2 separate regions of the Mus musculus genome follow, and region 2 is linked to region 1. A link is a contact called in public Hi-C data. All regions are on one chromosome and are shown on one strand. The core of a region is the stretch at or near the end of the contact, and the rest is flanking DNA. Distances in the headings are between cores, read along the strand shown. Region 1 has its middle 270 kb from the start of Tle4. Region 2 has its middle 300 kb from the start of Gm46645.

Region 1 (2,982 bases), core at 317-2,816:
CATGGCACCTTCTACACACTCCTCAGGGCTTTATGACTCTTCATAAGCATAACTCATTTACTTGGCTTTTATTGGGGGGGGGGTCTGGAGAGATGGCTCAGGAGTCACTTAATTGGTCCTGTAGAGGAACATAGTTTGTTTTTTAGCACCCATAGGGCAGTTCATAACTATCTGTAACTCCAATTCCTGAGGATCTTGCTCTCTGTCTGGCTTCCTTGGACACACACATAGACACACCTGTAGGTCAAACACCCATGCGCATAATTTTTTTAAATAAATGTTTGTTAGAAAAAAAATCCTGTTAGGGTTTGAATCCCAATTTCCCCCCTATAGTCTCATAGTTTAAGCAATCATTTCCCACTTGTGGAGCTATAGAGAGAGACTGAATAACCTTTAGGAGAGGTGAGCCTGTCTGGCAGAATGAGGTTGAGAGGGCAGGCCTTTGAAGGTTGTAGGTTGGTCCCTGGTTCTTGCTTTTCTCTTTGCTTCTTGATCTGTTTGTAATGCGGAAAGCCTTTACCACACACTGTTGCTACCATGAACTAGACTTTTGCCAAACTTTCCCTTCCATGATGGACCAAAATCGCTCTGACATTATGAGACAAAACAAATCTGCTTTGATGATTTCAACTTTAATTTATAGCATCCGTGTGAGCTGGTGTGTGCTGCCTGCATTTTTGTCTTCTGCCCATGAGATGGTTTGTGCTGAAGGGAGATCAGTGACTCCTGTGACTTCCCTCCTACCTTCTCATCCCTGAAGTTCAATCTTTTATTCTTGCCCATTGAGACACTTTGCCAATCCTGTAGTTTTTCAAGTCTCTTTGATATTCAGATAATCTAATTTCTGGGTTTTTCAAATCCAACTAAATCTTAACCAAACTTCAACCTCTTATTCAAAAACCTCTCTCCTTTCTCAACTCCAGTCTCTACTCAGGCTCTGGAAAGAGCTGTGAGGAAAAGTATTGCTCTGTTGGTGCTTCTTTCTCTGGGGCTAAATCAACAAGAAGCAATAGGGGGCAGACCTCAGTGGCATTTGGCAGGGTGCTGGTTTATGCTTCTTAGCAATTGAATACCACTTAAGGCACATGTCCAAATTCCATGTGAAAGGGTTTAAAGTGTTCTTCATGTCTTTGTCCCTGACACTACTTCACCTCTGACTTTGATTCTCCTATCTCTCTGCCAAATCTCCCCTTATATTTCTGTTCCAAATTCTAACTCTGTGTGTGTGTGTGTGTGTGTCTGTCTGTCTGTCTGTCTGTCTTTCTCTCTGTCTCTCTGTGTCTTTTCCTCTCTCTCTGTCTCTTTCACATTTGTGGGACCCTAGGCAGAAGTATAAACAAAACTCCAAACTGCATAGTCAGCCCGTTTGACCATCCAAGTCAAGTTAAAAATGGTTTGATAAAACATGTTGTGTTCGCCATCCTTAAAACTAATGCCTTCATAAGAGCAGAGGATTTGAGAGTCTAAGGTCTAAGGCAGGAATCCTTCATGCCTTGGTCTAAGGAGCTCTACTGTCCTTGAGCATGGTCAACTCATACCCACATGCCTTTTCAGCCTTCAGTTTGCTCAGAGAGAAACTCACACTATTTCATACTCAAGCCTGGAAGGGTTGGCTGCTCCTAAGTGTCTGGTAGCTGTGTGGCTGGGGTTGTCGATAAGAAACCTGCCTCCCTTCAATCTGGTAGCTTACTTGCACCTTCAAGGAGAGCCTTTGCTACTCATGAAAATAGCTTGTCTTCACTACTGTGTCTGCAGTACTTTGAATATGCTTGGGACATGATAGGGACAGTCTAAATTTGTTGAATAACTGGAGCAGTAGAAAACATCCTGTTCTTCCCCTCCTGAGGAATTTCCTTAGACAACAGTATTCTGATGCCCATGCCTGCCCACCACACTGATTATTCTCCTCAATTCGTCCCTAGGCTCTCATTTGTGGTGATGAGCTATGAGTCATCAAGTCATTTAAAGCCACCTCTTAGCTCTGCATGGATGAGCAGTGGGAGGTACCAACTGCTTTCTTGGGCTTTAACTGGAATCTTAAGGCAACAGGAAATGCTTCATTTAACAAGTTCTGTGTGATTTGCCTGGTTCATGTCACTTTAGCTGCAGAGGGTAGATTTGAACCCAGCATTAACTGCTTTCAACGAGACAAACGTTCTCACTAGACCAGGCTGCACTGGAAACCATGGTAACAAGTCAGGCAGGGAGCCTGCCTATGGGAGCCTGCATCAGTGCAGTGCAAGTCTCTCTGCAGCCCAGGGCAGCGTGATTGCTGACTGCTCAGATCAAATCACTGGCTTAGTGACACACAACTGTTTCAGTATCTCATTTGGCGGCTGCTTTATGTTCACTGTCAGATGCTGGACTCAGGGGATTGGGGGAAGCGCCCCCAGCTTGTTTGAAAGTTCAGTCAGTGGTTGCACAGATGACTTGAGACCGTTTCTGTGATCAGCTGTTCTGTGATTTGCACAATTAGAACAGCTTTCTTGCCGGAAGCCTTTGAAGAACAATTACAAAAACAAATAGCAGTCACAGTAGCAGAAGTCATAGCAGCAGAAAGAAAAGAAAAAAAAAAGGAAAGAAGACAGACAGAAGTACCAAACAAGACAGATGCCCCTCCTCCACCCTGCCAGGACCATGCACATCCTTTTGTGGAAATGTTTTCATGCCAGGCCTCAAAGGGTCAACCTTATTAAGAAAAATAGCAGTTAGCTTCCTATGCAATTACCACAATACATTGTAAACCATTATTCTGTAATTTTTCAGAAATGAATAACTAGAAGAATTCTCTCTCTGGAAATCTATTAACATTTGGACAACAAAGCCAGCAGTGATGTGAAAGGCATGGCTGATTGGAATGGCATGGGGGCAGTCCCTTGCTCATCTGCCTTGCCTGGATGCTGGTCCCACAAACAGCAGCCTTTTCCCTGTCCTCTGATCCTGATGGTATCTTCTTTTCCTTTTTTTCTCCATGTTTTATTA
Region 2 (2,700 bases), core at 51-2,550, 170 kb after region 1:
AACAAAGCAAAACAAACAAACAAAAAACCTAGATCTTTTTCCAGGTTTGCAAATTTTTGTCTCCGCAGAAATCCTGTTTTTTTTTTTGTTGTTGTTGTTGTTTTTTTAATGTGTTTGTTTTTGTTGTTCTGTTCTGTGTGTGTGTATGTGTGTGGTGTGCTATCATAAGATTAATATGGTTATTTTTTAAAACCAAAAAATAATATGGTAATCCTTTAAAACTCTGACCTGTATGTAAATTGAGCATGGATTGCTCAGTTAAAGTCACTGGCATGTTCTATAAGGAAATGACAATGCTAAAGCCACCAATATATTGCTTATTTGCTTTAAAAGAGATAGGCTATGCAAACAGATAAGTCTACAAATTAAAAAATATATATTGCATATAATTGTTAAAAGGTACTATTTCTAGGCATAATTGCATATTTTAAATCCAGAGATGAGGTAGGTGTTTCTTGAAATCCAGAGCAACAACCGGGCCCTTTTTAGTGGTTTAAACACACATAATTAGCAGTTTAATTTCCTCTGTGGCTGAGTTAGCCGTAAGATTTCATTTAATAACAAGCACAATTTTATAGCCCCAAGTAAGTGCCAGAGCCAGCGTCAGCTCAGCACTGCCCTCTGCTGGTCCTCAGCTGTCTCATGCCACCCTGCTCAGGGCAAAAGCATCTAACTTGAAAATTGTAACTGGGCTGTCTGAAAATTAATTGTGAGAGAAATGGAGAAATATAATTCATTTCAAACTCCCCTAATGAGGCTTTTGTTTTTAGCAGAACAAGCCCCAAAAGTCAGAAAGTATAACCCTAGATATCTTTCCTCTGGTCTCTCATACAGTCATTATCATATTAGCCTTGAAGCAGGTGTGTCTTTCTCATTACTCAGCACAATTACAGATGATGTCCAATATTTCTATACATGAGATGTCCCCAAACAACTAGTTTTCAAAACAGCAGTTTGTTACCCCTTAAGTAACCCGAATAAGCATGGTTTCATCTTATGTTTGGCCTTACATCTTACATTTTGCATCCAACTTGGCCTTATTTCTTGGTCTCTTTACTCAATTATTTTTAACACAGTAATGAAATTTCCTCTATACCCAGACTGCAGTCACTCTTTGTTAGCGCCAACTAGGGCTGACTACAGAAATAAAGACATGTCCTGAAGACTCCGGCTAACAAGCTGACAAACGTCAAAGCTGCTGTGTTCTCCCAGCCTTCTCTTTTCATCAGAAGGGGGAGGACTGACCATTATCTCAACCCTTCATTCAACATTCCAAAAGGGAAATATGCTGTCATCATATTGAGGCAAATAGCTGTCTGCATTGGGAGTCAGAAGAATTCACTAGGGCTTATTAAAGCAAATCCTCCCATTGGAAATGCAAGTACAATGAAAGCCCAAGCAGCTGCCTTATGTATGCACTGAGTTCTCTTGGCAGTGTCCTCTCTGTGTCCTGTCTTCTACCTCCCATAGGCCTCGAGGCTGTGAATCGGGAGAGATTACCATCAAAGCTTTTAAAATAGAAATTTATCAAATTTTGACTTGGGTTAAAACTGGGATTCAAATGTCTGCTCTGTAGAGCTGACGCTCAAATACATTTCTTCTACTTCCTAACTCTTATGTGATCTTAGGTGATAATATGACTCATGTAGCACTTCATGAGGTTTAAATTAGATACCATATGAAAGTGCACGGAGCTGTGCAACTTAGTGCAGCTTCTGAACTGGAGGCAGAGCCAGACTCAGGAGAGGCGTGATACAGCAGGAGAAAAGGGGAAGGGAACTATTGCTAAGAGCTTTACTCTTCAGTCCCATCATTACCAATGGCCCTGGGAAAGACACTTTAATTTCTTTAAACTTCAGTTCTTTCACTCTGAAAGGCTATTGCTAGTTCCTGCTCACAGCATTATGGGAACTGTAGAGAAAAGGGATCAGCAGAGAGCTTTGCATATCAAATGTGCCAATAAACAGCACATGGGGAAATAGAGCTGATATGGTAACCCATTTGAAGTTCTGGTTTTATCATCTTGACTGCTTTATGTCCTTGCACAATACATAGCTAACCATGACTGTCCTCTTTTAGTTTACACAAAGGTTAAATATGTTTTCCCTAAAAGGTTGATCTTGGTACTGCTCTTGATAAAATGTTTGGTCTGAGGTTCTAGAAAAATATCTAGCATCTCTTCAGTGGAGCTTCAGTAGACTGTGCCCAGTGGCTAAGGAAGAAGCTTTACAACTGGTTTGTGGAATTCATGGGCTGCACAATGATGAGGTTGAATATTATAACTTCATAAAGGGCAGCAATGCAAATAAGCTAAGGTTCTAGTCTAAGTGCATCACTTCAATTTTTGTTTGTAGTACCAGTACTGCCTGAGGAACAATTAAGGACCTTCCTGGGTAGAAGTCTGTTGCATTGCGTCACTCTAACATACTCAAAAGGAAAAGAGGATGCAACGGCAGCTAGACACTCACTTCAGGAAAGCTTCAAAGGATCTCAAGTCAGGTGCTGGTCTGTGCTGTCTAGGTTTGAAATAATTAAGAAACAGACATGAGACAGATGCATTGGGACATGTCTATAGCCTGAGCTATACTCATGGCTGGGGAGGACTAAGTCCAGAAGTTTAAGGTCAGCCTGGATGACATAGTAAGATCACCGTGTCTTAAAGAAAAGCCAGAAGAAATGTATGGATCAAACAGGCAAGTC

Evidence for each region. Hi-C and Micro-C count contacts between places; a contact is called where the count stands out from the background.
Region 2: a contact with region 1 is called in a Hi-C map of the N1E-115 cell line, with 3 times the contacts expected there. A contact is called at or near these places in 4 of 39 promoter capture datasets (hippocampal neurons, liver and stem cell-derived epiblast-like cells), 4 of 484 Hi-C or Micro-C datasets (the N1E-115 cell line, embryonic stem cells and nephron progenitors), 1 of 130 datasets of targeted methods (embryonic stem cells) and 1 of 9 other capture datasets (embryonic stem cells).

Annotation. Positions count from the first base shown.
Region 1 is chr19:14,869,390-14,872,371 of GRCm38.p6, forward strand. No RefSeq gene overlaps it. Among named protein-coding and RNA genes, the nearest start is that of Tle4, 270 kb to the left of the region's middle.
Region 2 is chr19:15,035,146-15,037,845 of GRCm38.p6, forward strand. No RefSeq gene overlaps it. Among named protein-coding and RNA genes, the nearest start is that of Gm46645, 300 kb to the right of the region's middle.